3 separate regions of the Mus musculus genome follow, and all the other regions are linked to region 3. The links are chromatin contacts, called in public ChIA-PET and HiChIP or PLAC-seq maps. All regions are on one chromosome and are shown on one strand. Each heading gives the region's core, a stretch centred on a gene start, on an enhancer-like site or on the middle of the called end of the contact. The rest is flanking DNA. Distances are from core to core; before and after follow the strand shown. Region 1 has its middle 52 kb from the start of Vapb. Region 2 overlaps Rab22a (RAB22A, member RAS oncogene family). Region 3 holds the start of Atp5e (ATP synthase, H+ transporting, mitochondrial F1 complex, epsilon subunit).

Region 1 (4,488 bases), core at 1,660-4,159, 670 kb before region 3:
AAGAATGTATTAACTGAATTGAAATTAGGAAAAAATAGCTTTAGGTCATCAGTCAGGACTCGTGTCTGTTGCCTGCACTCTGTCCTTCCTCATCTCTTGTTATTAGCCCCTTGGTCTCATTTCTAAATTTTAAAGTATGTCCATACTTATACCCATTTACATATAAACATATATACAATTTAGGTTAGGATTTGCATATGAGGGAGAACATGCATTTCTTTTCTTTCACCTTGCTAAATATGCTTTTCAGGTCCATCCGTTTTCCTGTAGATTTCACAATTTCATTTTTGTTTACAGCTGAATAATATTCCACTGTATATGTGCACCATGTCTTTATTATCTATTCATCTGTTGATGGACATCTAAGTTGGTTCCATTTTTAATTTTATTTAATTTATTTACTTACTTATTTTTTGTATAGTACATAGAGCAGCAATAAGCATGGATGTGCAAATATCCCCATGGTAAGACATGGAGTTCTTTGGGTAAGGACCAAAGAGTGGACTAGTTAGGTCTTTCTTCTTTTATTTCTTTTGTAAAACCACAGCTCTTATCAGGTCTTTGTGAAAGGCATATGTGGGACATAATTTTTCTGAGAAAAATACAGGAAGCTGTCCCATTCTGTCCTCACACTTGACTAGATAGTTGTACTGGATATAAAAGTCAAGGTTGCTTGTGCCTTTGGGGATTTTGAAAACATCATTTCACTTCTAATAGTTCCCTTTAAAAAAAATCTAAAATCACCCCAAATTTCTGCTGTTTATTTCTGGGAAATTTTTCAACTCTAACTTACAATCTTTTGACTTTTCTGCTTTTTTTTTTTTTTTTTTCTTTTTTTTTGACAAGTTTCACAATATAACCATGGCTGGCCTGGAACCTTCTATATAGACCAGGTTGGTCTCTAACTCACAGAGATCCATCTGCCTCTGCCTCCTGCATATTGTAATTTTCAAGATTTCTTTCTTTCCCAGTTTGTATTTGTGAGTGACAACTGCTTCTTGTGTGTATGTATGTATGTATGTTTGGTGTTTGGGAATTATTTCTAGAGATAGGATCTCCTGTGATCCAAGCTAATATCCAACTTACTACAAAGTTGAAGCTGGCCTTGAGCTCCTGCCCCTCCTATTTCATCACCATATTTAGCAGATGTAGATTTTTTTTTCCTCTAGGGACATAATTGTTCTTTGATACATGTTTGCTTTTTCTAGCCAAAGAAACTGGGAAAGGCAGGTTTTTTATTTGTTTGTTTGTTTGTTTGTTTGTTTTTCTGTTTTCTGTGGTGCTTAGAATCAAACACAGGCCTTTGTCTGGTCTAGCACATGACTTTGTGCATATTTAAAGGGTTAAAATCTTCCATCTGCTATCTGGCTGCATGCTCTTGCTCACTTCCTCTATGGAAGCCATGGACAACAGGATGCTGTGCGCTATCTAACACTAGGGTTCGATTCACAGCCCATATCATTCTCAGTATGATAATTCTGCTCCTGGTTGTCGCTGACTCCAAGGGGTTGAATGTTTGGTTCTTCTCTGGCTCTAGCTGGACACAACTCCTTAATTTACACACTTAGAAGCACTGCAAAGATGCCCTGTGCCCAGCCCTTCTGCTCTTCTGTTGTTGTAAGCTGGCCAGGCAGCCAGTTCTCTAAGCCCAGACCTGTGACACATGAGCTTGCTTCTGAGCCTTATCCTGACCACCTACGAATTCAGCTCTCCAAGGCCTACTGTCAGGGAGGAGCTACTACCTATCCATCCCAGCCTCAGTCTCACTCCCATCTTGCTGGCCACATTCTCTTCTCCCTTTCTACTTAGCCTAGAACTTCTGAAGGAAGTGGAGGGAGAGGAACAGAGCCCTGACCCTCTTCAGCTCAGAGTCTGAAAGCCGGACTCCCTCCTGAGGTGTCTTGCATTTCTTTTAACAAACAAGACCTCCTTTGCTTGTTACTTCTCCCCTTAGTCTAAGAGATTTAAAAGGTACCCCAGGACTAAGATATCAATTATTAAATGCCCCCTAGGAAGGGCAACACACTGGGAGGAGGCCCCCCTCAACAAGTCTGCACAGTGTTGTTGGTTTTCTAATTGGGGGCTGGATGGCCTAGAGCCCTCTGCCAGTCACCTGCTGTGGGGCAGGCCTTCAGGGCCAGGGCAGGAGGCTTGACCGACCTATGGCTCTTTCAAGGGGTTCAGGACCTCTCGGTCCCTTGGGGTGCCTGGGACAGTGTCAGGTCCCGTGGCCTCCTGATCTGAGACAGGAGTTACCCTCGATGCTCTAAAACCAACTACCCCAAGAGAGCCAAGTGTCCTCCAGGTCTTATGTCTGCGTTTGGCTCCGTCCATTCTTTCTGAAAAAGCAGTATGGAGAGTGCTTAAAGCCAGTGTGTGCCTTGTAGATACTTAATAGCCCATCCTGAGCCTCCAGACAGGATGCGGGCGGCATTTACCCATTCAGCCAGTGTTTGGTAAGCTCCCGCCTGCAGGGCCAGGTGACACTGCAAGCGGGAGGCCCAGCAGGGGCCCTGACAGGAGGTCTGCTGTTCTGGAGATCCAAGTGAATAAACAGGATGTTGTTGATAAATGTGTGATGGAGATGTAGGGGGCGACAACCCAGCTGAGCAGGGGCTGAAGGAGCCGGAAGGAGTGGGCTGAGCTCTGTGAGAAAACAGAGATGACCACAGAATGGCTGGCATGGAGGAGGGGGCTGCCTGGACTATAGGAGAGTCCTCCAGTGTGGACGGATGATTTCTGCCCTTTGTGGAAGTGGGTCTTCCATCTCTTCAGGTGACTAGCTCTGAGCAGACGGGAGGTGGACGGCTGCCACCCGAAGCCCACCTCTGTAAGTGGGAACAACCCCTGCCCCCAGCCCTCATCAGTGACTAATGGCCCTGCACCAGCCCCTGCCAGGGCCCTAATGCAATTCCACCTGCGTCAGAGGCTCCAGCCAGAGCCTGAGTCACCCTGGCTCCCAGGAGAGGACACACGGAGAGGCCGAGCGAGCGTCAGCAGCACACACACACACACACACACACACACACACACACACACACACACACACACACACACACACTGCTTCTTTGCTCGGTGGTACCGCTGGGAGATTAAACACATTCGCTTAGAGAAAAGCAAAGAAACAACGGCCTCTGCTAGGCAGAGTCTGGTAGCTAACGGGCCTCCGAGAGCTGTGTACAATCTAAACTTTTTATTAAAAAGAAAAAAAGCTCTTTTGCTCTCCTGGGACTTGCACTGTGAAATTATCAACCGCACGGGCTTTGCCTCCCTGTCAACGTGACTGCACACACAGTGGAGAACATTAATTTTGTTTTGTTTTTTCACAGCCGAGACTAGGCTCTTCCCTTCTGCCAAGGAGAATGCTTCTGGGTCTCTCTCTCTGCCAGGGTGGCAAGGCCTGGGGGTTTCGAGGCCCTGGCCTCTGCCCACCACTTCTCTCCTCACTAAAAGAGGCTTTCTTCTGTCAGCTCTCTCCATAGTGGGCATAGCGAACGAAGCCCAGCCCGGAAGCACCCTCTGATTTAGCGTATGTAACCAGGTAGCACAGGACCTGCTGAGCCATTCCAAATGACCTTCCCTGTTACAGCAAGAAGCCCCCACATTCCTCCTAGAACGCCCTGACCTCTGTCCCCAGCCGGGATCTAGCTGACCCAAGCCTCTGCTTACTGTGAAGCCCTGTGCCAAGCCCCTCTCTGTGCCCACATGTCTCCATATGGAAGCTACAGAGAAACTGCTTCAGTCTTTCCCACCAGGGAGGCCACAAGTGGCCTTTGGCTTTCACCAGTCCCTGTATCCTCAAGAGTCACCTATGTTCTCAGGCCCTTTCCACCCGGCCCCAGGCATTTCTGAGCCCACCGGGAAGATGCTGAGATGGGGTTACATTGTCTAGAAGATAGACATGAATGAATTAAAAGCCCTTCTAACACTGATCAACATGTGGCCATGGTGGGTGGAAGAGAGGGGGGGGGGTGATGTTTTGGGGGGAGGCACTAATGCTAGTCTTCTTGAGGAGATAGTATTCAGTCTGAGACTTGAATGAAAGTGCCGAGGGAGGACATGTGGCAGAGATCCCCAGCCAGCCCCCTTCTGCAATCAAGAAACAGAGAGGCAGACACATCTGGGGTGTAGGGAGCCTTGGCTGGACGCTGCTGCAGACAGCCAGAGCTTCGGTGCTCCGTATAGGAGGCACAATGGAGGGATGAGGGAGGGGGTATTGGGAGTACGCAGCAGGCTGGGCTTCACCCCTGCTTTGTTCCTCTCTCCTCTCTCCCACATGTCTTTTCTTTGGAACTATAGTCCCGTTGGTTGACTTTAATAACCAGTGAGAACATTTTTCAGGCTGTTTAACTTTATTAAAAGATTTAAATTTGATGATGAACGTTGGCATGGTTGCTTCAAGCCTCAGAGGCTCGCTCAGCCATGGCTGTGTCCTCGACACCTACTGTCATCCCCACAGGGCTAACCTCCCTCCCTACTGCCATGTAG
Region 2 (4,414 bases), core at 153-2,652, 780 kb before region 3:
TAAATATTATTAAGTACATTATTAAAACATAGGTGTAAACACAGCATTAAGAGTGAATATTGGACATGTAAAAGGAGGATGGTACTGCACACCGCAGAACAGCCACCAGCCTCTCTGCAGAGCAGCAACTCCATGTCTTAGTTGCTCTTTATGTGAATTTGGTAGCTTTTGAAGTCACATCTACTTACACTATTCAAAGATGTAAAAGATGGGGTAGAAATGTTCACTTATTCCTGCTATTGGCTGCAAGACTTGAAAGTGGTTTACAGAATGTATGGCACAGGTTCCCAGGCCTTTAGATAAAAACATAGTCAAAGGGAGCTTTGTTATGCTTAGGTCACAATCCAAAACCTATTTTGACTGTAAACACAGTTTATAATCTTGCTAAAGAGCTCTTCCAGCAGCAGATGTGAGGGGCTCCTCTTAACTTCTTCCCATCTTTCTGCTCAGACTCAATTTTTCTTTTTGAGACTTAGATCATCCCTTTGAAGGTTTGTTCTTATTTTTTAGACATGGTCAAACTCTATAACCCAGGTTGACTTACTACTCACTATGTAGTCCAGGCTTGCCTCAGACATGCAGTGATTCCCCCTGCCCCAGCTTCCCAGCTACTAGAATTATATGTGTGAACCACCACACCCACTTTGCAGTCCCTTAATCCTACATTTTCTGAATCTTCCTGTTGAATAGGGATGAAGACCCTGTTCTCCAAGTGTGAAAATCCAGTCTAACAGCTCTAATGGGGACAAAGTCCAGGCTTGGAGACTGAAGGGTTATCACATGATTGAGGTCTAAAAGGAGGATATCATTACTCAGTATATAGCACACATACAAGCATTGCTAAGCCTGGTCATAAGAGTAGCACCAGAAACATGCATATGTGTGCTTCAGCATGTGAAAACCAGGGGTCAACATCCAAGTTTTCTTCAATGTCTTTCCACCTTATCTTCTGAAACAAAGTCTCCCTTGGACCGTGAAGCTCAGCAGTCTTGGTAGACTGGCTGGCCAGTGCGCTTAGTCCTCTCCTCAGTGCTGGGTTGCTGGGTTACAGACATGGCCTACCACACAGTTTTCTACAAGGTGCTATGTATTCACACTCAGTTCCTCAGGATCACACTCACTCCATCATCAGTTTAGTGGCAAAAATGAACTGGAAATGTACATGAGGAAGATTTCTAGGACTGGAAAATGTTGTGACTATATTATTTTGGGTGATAGTTACATGAGACTATGAAGTTTTAAAATTCATTGGCCTGAAAATATTATACTACATTTTATTGTACATCAACTCCACCTGTTCTCATTTCATTTACTGCTGTGATAAACCACTCTGACTGAAAACAACTTGGGGAAGAAAGAGTTTCAGCTACATCGGATGACAGCTCATCACTGAGGGACAGGAGCCATGGGGGAGGGGAGCGTTACTGACTGCCTCACCCTCTCTCTGCCTTGTTCACAGGCTCATGCTCAGAGTTTCAGTTTTGTTTTCATTTTTTTTAAGATTGTTTATTTTTAGTGCGTGTGTGTGTGTGCATGTATCTTTCTGTGGGGTATGCCTATGGAGACCAGAAAAAGGTATCCCAGCCCCTGGAGCTAAAGTTACACTTGTTGGGAATATTAGGAACTGAGCTAGGGTGCTGTGAAAGAACAAGAGATGGAAAAGGAAAAAAAAAAGAAAGAAATGTAAATAAAGAAAAAAAAAAAAGAGAGATGGTTGTCAACAGCTGAGCATGTTTTCAGCCCCTCTGCAGTGTTCTCACACCCCAGCTCTAACTGCCTAAGGATGATGGGATGGCTTATATATATATAATATATATATGTATATTATATATATATATATATTCACTCAAGACCTCACTCTCACTTAGACTTTTCTGTGCTGTGTCAAGTTTATACCCAAGGCTAACCAAGACTATACCTCAATAGATTACAGTTTTTGTAAAGCTCCATCTTTATAGGGACAGAAAATGGCATTTTTTTTCTGTCTCTATAACAAAATTGCTGAGATAATTAATTTACAAAAGGCAAGGGTGGTTCTTTTAGCTTATCGTTTTGGAGGCTGCACTGGATGCTCAGTTGACCCTCTTGTGTGTTGCTTCTGTCCTGTGCAGCACAGCATCCTGAGAGAGTGCAGCAGGGTAGGCTCCGGGACCTCATGGCTAAACAGTAAATGAAAAGTGAGGGACCCTCAACCCCTTTTTACCTGTCAAAAGGTTCAGTGCACATCCCAGTGAGGTCATACTGGTGCCAAAGCTTTAAATACATGAACCTCTGGGAAACACCTGGGAAGTTATTCCTCACTTTCACAAGATGGTTGAGGTAAAGGAAGGTCAGTTGACTCATCTCATGGCACATGGCATCAAAATTAATCAGCCAAGCTGGGAAACTCCCTTGAAGGTTTGCTTCTCACCCTGTGTGCAGCGATTGTCTCCTTCAGTCTTGCCCAGCAACTGTACTTCCAGGGTTCTGTCCTACAGAGAGCTCCCTAGACTGTTAGCATTCTGTCTAAACTCCACCCCCATAGTTACCTGGCAACAGCCAGGTAGGCCTGACCCACACTATAAAGGGGACTGCTTGCTGTGTCTCTTCCCCCATCTCTTGTTCCTTTCTTGCTCTTTTGGGCTCTTGCTCCCTTCCTCCCCCCCCCCCCCTTCCCCCTTCTCTCTCCACATGCTCTCTGCCTTTCTCTGACTCTACTACCCTCTTAACTCCCCTCCCAATGCCCTGAATAAACTCTTATTCTATACTATACTGGCGTGTGACTGGTTCCTCAGGGGGAATGGATGCCTTAGCATGGGCCTGCTGAGGCCTCCCCTTACCCCACGTCTGACTACACCCCCAGAGAATATATCCCCTCTCTCTTTATCTTTTTATAAACACATCATTAACACTGTTAATTATTGTATAAAGTGCAGTGAAACAGCTTGAAAATACAGATCGATGCCCCTCCTTAGAATTGGGAACAAAACACCCATGGAAGGAGTTACAGAAACAAAGTTTGGAGCTGAGACGAAAGGATGGACCATCTAGAGACTGCCATATCCAGGGATCCACCCCATAATCAGCTTCCAAACGCTGACACCATTGCATACACTAGCAAGATTTTATCGAAAGGACCCAGATGTAGCTGTCTCTTGTGAGACTATGCCGGGGCCTAGCAAACACAGAAGTGGATGCTCACAGTCAGCTATTGGATGGATCACAGGGCTCCCAATGGAGGAGCTAGAGAAAGTACCCAAGGAGCTAAAGGGATCTGCAACCCTATAGGTGGAACAACATTATGAACTAACCAGTACCCCGGAGCTCTTGACTCTAGCTGCATATGTATCAAAAGATGGCCTAGTCGGCCATCACTGGAAAGATAGGCCCATTGGACACGCAAACTGTATATGCCCCAGTAAAGGGGAACGCCAGGGCCAAAAAAAAATGGGAATGAGTGGGTAGGGAAGTGGGGGGGGGGGTATGGGGGACTTTTGGGATAGCGTTGGAAATGAAATTGAGGAAAATATATAATAAAAAATATTAATAAAAAAGAAAAGAAAAAAAATTTGAGAAAGAATGATACCATGGAAGAGTACATGAAAGTTGGGGGAAATAATGTAACTACTTTATTTTATAAATAAAAGCAAATATGTTTTTAAAAAAAAAAAAAGTCATTGGCAGTCAGCACAATTTTGAAGTGCAGGAAACTCTGTTTAACCTCCCTCCCTCTAAGCCCCACGGCCACTTATTCCTCTTTGTTCTCCCCTTCCCTTGCATTCTAAGTTCCGAGTTCTTTTTCCCAATTCACCATCAGAGATAATAAAAATTAATTTAGAGAATTAAAAAGAAAATACAGATCGTACTCTTTCAGGTGAGGTAGTGTGGTGTGGAGTGAAAGCATCGGTGTGGAGGATCACAGAAGAGGAAAGCAGGTTCTGAGCGTCTGCTATGCTCATATAAACTTGTGATGCTTCTGAAGAAACTGATAAACTGAAGCATATCAGTTGTTTATTACCTGTTCCGTAGCCAGAGGACTGCATTACAATTTGGAAACAGCTGAAATACCATCATGGCATGTGTGCCCAAGCACCTGAAAAGCTGCCTCAGACAAGCTGAGACCATGCCCGCCCTTTGACCAGTCACAGCCAACTGCCCCTTTCTTCCACCTCCACCTATCAGGCTTTATCCATCTTTGTCCAGGATCCTGGATGTTTGTGCTTACCTGAACTTAGGTATTTCACATGGTGGAGTTCAGCCCTGGAACTAGACTTACAGGTGGTTGGGAGCTGAACCTGGGTCCGCTGTAAGAGAAACCAGTACTCCTAACTGCTAAGCCATCTCCCCAGCCCATCTTTGCTCTCAAAGTGCTTAATATTCCCCAGTTGCTATCCTTGTGTCTCCTGCCCTATAATGCCCGTCATATAGATCCTGG
Region 3 (5,016 bases), core at 2,245-4,744:
ACCGGCTAATCGGAACCACATGGAACCACTGCTTTAGCGTGAATGCCATCCAGAGACGAGGAACACCACTGTCAGGAGCCGTAAGGCATCCGAGGAGAAGCTAGTAACCAGCAGGAAGCTCTCCAAAAACGGACTTCTCCTGGGCCTGCCTTCCGGAGCAGGATTCATCTCATGAAGATCACCTGCTAGTTATTAGCTTCTCCTGTGATGGCTCCTGACACAACACAACCTCCACGACAGTGCCAAACTCTCACCAAATATTGCCGTGACAAACGGACCTTGATACATGTAAGGAGTGGGCCCTGTAGTCCGTGGTCAGGAGATAGTAAGTCCTTCCGTCCTTTTAAAAACTCTTGGTTCCTATGGTCATACTGACATTACTATGTGGAAAATTCCTATTTCAAAAAAAAAAAAAAAAAAAAAGAAAAAGATAAAAAGAAAAGAGTAGAACAGAAACAAAACCCAGCAGAAAGTGAACCATGTTAATTTATTGGCATAGTCAATTTATCAACGAGATGGGCAGCCTGTCCCCCAGGAGGTGAGGTTGATTTCCATCTGCCAGAACAGGGGCCCACATGCTTCACCTTCAAGACTCAGCACTTCAGGCTTCAGATTCTAGAAAGAGAAAAGAAAACACATCAGTTGCTAGCTTGTCACATCTTCTTCATACCCACCATGAACAAGAGAGGGCACTTGCATCTGCCTGCAGCAGCAACCCAGAGGGGAGACCTGCACCTGGGCCACCCGTGGGCACACAGCCTGCAATAGGCACATCCTCGAGTCAATCACTTCTTACTGTGACAGAAAAAGCTTTGTCCTCAAGATACCATGACCCTCTTCCCTCTTCCCAACAGGCTGGGGTTCTCCCTGTTGAAGAGATGCCTGGCCAACCCCAAGGCTCTGACAAATAAGCCAATACTAGTGTGGTGTGAGTGCAGGCAGGTGAGGAGATGGCCTCACTCTGCTCGTTGTGGAGAGTGAACTGCCTAACAAGAATCAGGTTTTACTGGTCTAGATTCTGAGATTAGACAGACCCCAGGAAAGGGCCTCCATTTAAAACCCTGCATCTCCTGGTTCAGAGTATGATGTCTGTTCATTCGAGATGAAGCTAAAAAGTGCTTAGAGGAGAGTTTCAGTCAGGCTTGGAGCACAGGTGTCACGGACTGTGCTACTGCAGAGCTGACACTTTTCAAAAGCACAGAAAATGAAAGCCGAGGAACGTCTCTCTGATAACTTGAGGGGCTTATTTTTGAAGTAACCATGCAAACACAGTAGTGGGGAGATAGAATCAGTCTGGAGAAGTGCATCTGAATTCACTGGACCACCTTGTCCTGGCAACTTCTTACACCCCAACACCTCCGCACAGGGAAACTGAGCCAGCCTCCCTGAGCACACAGGGAGCTCAGCAGAGCAGGACTTGCCTGGGGTTATGAGCCTTCCTGCCCGGATGCTGGGAGAAGGGATGCGTGAGACACCAGCAGCTATGGGGAGGACCATTCGAAGTACTGCCGTCCATGCCTCATGTTCCAGACCGTTACATAACTCCAATAGCAATTATAAGGGGGGGGGGGCATCCTCCCAATTACTTGATTTTGTGCAGATAAATGAACCAGGTTTAATTAAAATAAGATGGCTTTCTATCTCAGGGTTGCTAACTGCACTGAAAAATCAATTTGCCAATTACTGTTTGCCGGGGCTGTACAGGGCTCCCCTCCCTCATGCCAGGCGACCTCTACAACCTGCACACTTGGAATGATCACCCCAGTATCCGGCATCATCCAAGCCCACCGCCCACCGAGAGGCAGACGCTCAAACTAAAGTTTTTGGGTTTGGCTTTATGGCACTTTAAAAACTTTAAGAGGCAACTTGTGAGGAAACCAGTGACTCACTCACCAGCTACTCCTTCTTCGAGACTTTCACAATTTTTATGCTGCTGCCCGAAGTCTTCTCAGCGTTCGCTTTGAACTCGGTCTTCAGGGCATCCCTCACTGCTTTTGCACAGATCTGGGAAAACCGGATGTAGCTGGCAAAGTGAGAGAGGATACGAGGCTGGTTACCAACAGCTGGAATGGCGGTGTCATGAGGTGTGATACCCTGGTTTTCTTTCCATAATTTTGGTTGATTACTAAGGTAAAATTGGACTGAAAACTGGGCAATATCAAACAGGATCTATTCAAAGGAAACAATCGGAACTGTGCCCCCCAGATCAGCTGGTACTTGGCTGGGAGGTCACAATTCTTGGCAGTGTATCTTTTCAGGACTTAGTAATTTAAAATAAGGGTTGGTTGGTTTGTTTGCTTTTTTAAGTCCCACAATGTAGGAAAGATTCCCCAGCCCATTTCTGTATTTAATTGCTTTAATTATATTATTCCTACAACACACACACACACACACACACAATTAGGAAAGCTATTTTGAATTAAAAGAGTGCTTTTCATGGTCAACTATTAAAGGCACTGCTGAAAATATTGGATTTTTGCTCTTGTCTATCGTGAAAACACTTCCTAACCAAGGTTTCCAAACTTCTCAGAGAACATCACCAGTAGCAAACAGAGCTCAGAGGAAACTTCCTGTTAGGTAGATGGATTCACCTGTCAACACTATTATCCCAGAAGATAGCACTTTTCACACTTTTTGAAACCAGAGATGGAGGAGTGGCTGGCTGTTTCTCCTGCTTTAAATCTGTTTGGGGAGCTCAGGAGCAAAGGGTTTAACCTGCAAAGCACCGGGGTAAAAATAATAGCTGTCCTTCAAGCGGCTGGGCGCAGGAAAATAAGGTGATGGACGCCATGGGAGATAGTTTAATAAGAGGCATCAACTGTGAGCCTACCGTCCTTTTGTTCTACACAACTTTGCTTGAACTCTGTCGGGGCACTGGGCCTTCAGCCTGATACCCAGAAAGGTGTTCCTCCACCCAGCACACTAACAAGATGCACTCCCTGGAGCAAGGAAACCATGCACCACCACTCCTAGGCCCACAGCTCGCACCCATCACGGGGCCCCTGCAGGGCGCTCCACAGGTTAGAGGGCTTTCACCTTTTTTCACTACTGGGAAAAGGTCACTAAGGTCACACTTGAAAATGAACTTGTGCGCCCCTCCCTCTGCGCAGGTGAGCAAGGTCAGTGTCAGCGTGGCCAGGTCAAGGGTGCTGTGCACTTGGCCGTCACAGCGATCATGCAGGTACTGTAGGCTACCTCTCCCGAGGAGCAGCCACCTCTGTTTAGGGTCCCTGACCCCATGACCCCGCGAAGAGCCTTGTCCACGGCGACGCCATCTTGGAGGGTGGCCGCGTGGCTTGGCCGTCTCGTACGGCCTGGTGACGGCCGGCCAGGCCTTCCCAACGCTTTCTGGGCGTACCTGAGTCCAGCCTGTCGCCAGTACGCCACCATGGTGTCTCGAGCGGGCGCGTCGGGCAGAACCGCTGGGTCGCTTCAGAGTAGCCTCAAACCGGCCCGGCAGCAGGAAGGTCAGGCCTGAGTAGCGGAAGGGGTGGGGTACGCGGACCTGCCAGTCAGCGCCTCATCCCGCCCTTGCCAACCAGGAGCCAATAGGAGCGCCGGTCGCGCCTTGCCCATTGGCCGAGCGGCTACCGGAAGCTGTGGCCGTAGAGACACCTGGGAAAGCGAGGCCGCTGCATGCCGGTCACCTTCCAGGTGCTGCGGGCAGGGGGCGGGGCCTCCTCGAGCCCGCTCTGAGTGACAGCTAATGTTCCTGTCTGCATGTACCCATGCCCAGGATTCCATTTGTACTCAGGCAGAATTCACGATGGAACCACATTGCAAAGTGGAAATGTATATACTTAAAAAAACATCATCAGGGCATCAGACCCTTCCAGAACAGGTGTAACTCCTAGAAACCGTACCTGACACTTTGTCCAACAATGTTAAGTAGTGCTCTGTTTAGCTGGAACATTCATTCCACTTGTCAAACGATTTTTCCTTTACTTTTTAAAAATCTTTTACAAATGTCCAAAGAATTATTAAACTGAGTAATCCTTTAAAGTAGGAAGCTAAGAACTTGAAGTTGTGGTTTTGTATGCATGCTAACTGGTCTCTTCAGGAAAACCCACCCCATAAAAGGCAAAAGGCAGTCACCAGTCACCCAGGCAAAACTGTACACATCAAAGCCAACACCACTTAGACAATCTCTGTGGCTGTTTTGCAGCCATCCTGAGTCCCCACGGGGCGCAATCTTCTAGGACTTCCCTCAGACCATGGTGTTCCTCCAGGCTCTTCTCATCTAATGCCCTGAGTTAAGGTGAGAAGATCTGGGTCCTAGGTGACATGTGTTGTCTCAAATGATGGACAGCTCTTCATGTAATAAAGCTGTTTTGTGGTCTTAACTGCCTCAAGAAGTACTCATATTCCGATAACCTGACATACCATGTCTTAGCAACTACAAACCCATGACATTTATAAGTCAATGTGAAGTGCTCAGAGATGGGAAGAGCTGCTCTTCTGTCTCAGTGTTCTGTTAAGAGTGATGAGACACTCAGGTAATGACTTTATTTTTTCGGTTAACATAACCAGCCCACAGTACAGCATGCGAAATCACAAAGTACAAATTCAAGGAAGGGAATGCCTTTACTAAGTCACAAAATTTGGCAAATTATTATAGTACCCGTTAATACAATAAAATACTATTTTTGCTGGAGTCATATATTACCTTACTGTTAATTTTCACTCCAAAAATATCATTTAAAAGTACCAAATCCAAACACTGGTTTCCAGCAGGGCAGGTTATTTTATATAAATTAATGTCATTTAAATTTTACAGGTTCTCTTTGTAGAGTGAGTCCCTCATGCAGGCAGTTCTGGTTCACAGCAGCGGGCAGCTGTGGACAGGAGGGCGGCTGGGCTCTGCTCTGGTTGGTCCGCAGCCAGGTAGTGTTCCAGTACCTGGAGCTTTAAGAGACTCCAGATCAACACCAATTTCTTCTAAGTACTTAAACAACAACAACAACAACAGCAAACAAACCCGTTAACTGTTCACATGAACACAGCCTCTCCCAGTCT

What was found. ChIA-PET counts read pairs in DNA pulled down with a chosen protein or histone mark. HiChIP or PLAC-seq counts read pairs in DNA pulled down with a chosen protein or histone mark.
Region 1: a FOXA1 HiChIP or PLAC-seq map of pancreatic cancer cells shows a contact between it and region 3. The contact joins the enhancer-like site here to the promoter of Atp5e in region 3. A contact is called at or near these places in 3 of 39 promoter capture datasets (cranial neural crest and embryonic stem cells), 2 of 115 datasets of contacts at active chromatin or transcription factors (embryonic stem cells and pancreatic cancer cells) and 1 of 9 other capture datasets (embryonic stem cells).
Region 2: an RNA polymerase II ChIA-PET map of memory CD8 T cells shows a contact between it and region 3, with 6 read pairs. The contact joins the enhancer-like site here to the promoter of Atp5e in region 3. A contact is called at or near these places in 1 of 39 promoter capture datasets (liver), 12 of 484 Hi-C or Micro-C datasets (CD4 T cells, the G1E-ER4 cell line, LSK cells and 7 more), 5 of 115 datasets of contacts at active chromatin or transcription factors (bone marrow-derived macrophages, embryonic stem cells, memory CD8 T cells and 2 more) and 2 of 9 other capture datasets (liver and macrophages).

The regions. Positions count from the first base shown.
Region 1 is chr2:173,787,517-173,792,004 of GRCm38.p6, forward strand. It overlaps the pseudogene Gm14371. Among named protein-coding and RNA genes, the nearest start is that of Vapb, 52 kb to the left of the region's middle. Within about 2 kb of position 2,910, at least 109 of the 459 cell types and tissues checked have an H3K27ac peak or open chromatin away from gene starts, as enhancers often do. A contact at or near this core is called in pancreatic cancer cells, where this site is marked.
Region 2 is chr2:173,677,974-173,682,387 of GRCm38.p6, forward strand. All of the region lies in intron 2 of Rab22a (RAB22A, member RAS oncogene family), which reads left to right. Among named protein-coding and RNA genes, the nearest start is that of Rab22a, 20 kb to the left of the region's middle. Within about 2 kb of position 1,403, at least 61 of the 459 cell types and tissues checked have an H3K27ac peak or open chromatin away from gene starts, as enhancers often do. A contact at or near this core is called in Th1 cells, bone marrow-derived macrophages, macrophages and 2 more, where this site is marked.
Region 3 is chr2:174,460,607-174,465,622 of GRCm38.p6, forward strand. Atp5e (ATP synthase, H+ transporting, mitochondrial F1 complex, epsilon subunit) reads right to left here and starts at 3,495. Exons shown (of 3, transcript NM_025983.3): 1 at 3,359-3,495; 2 at 1,894-2,023; 3 at 469-615. The coding sequence starts at 3,390. The coding sequence ends at 1,897. Prelid3b (PRELI domain containing 3B) reads right to left here. Exons shown (of 6, transcript NM_025531.2): 6 at 4,485-5,016.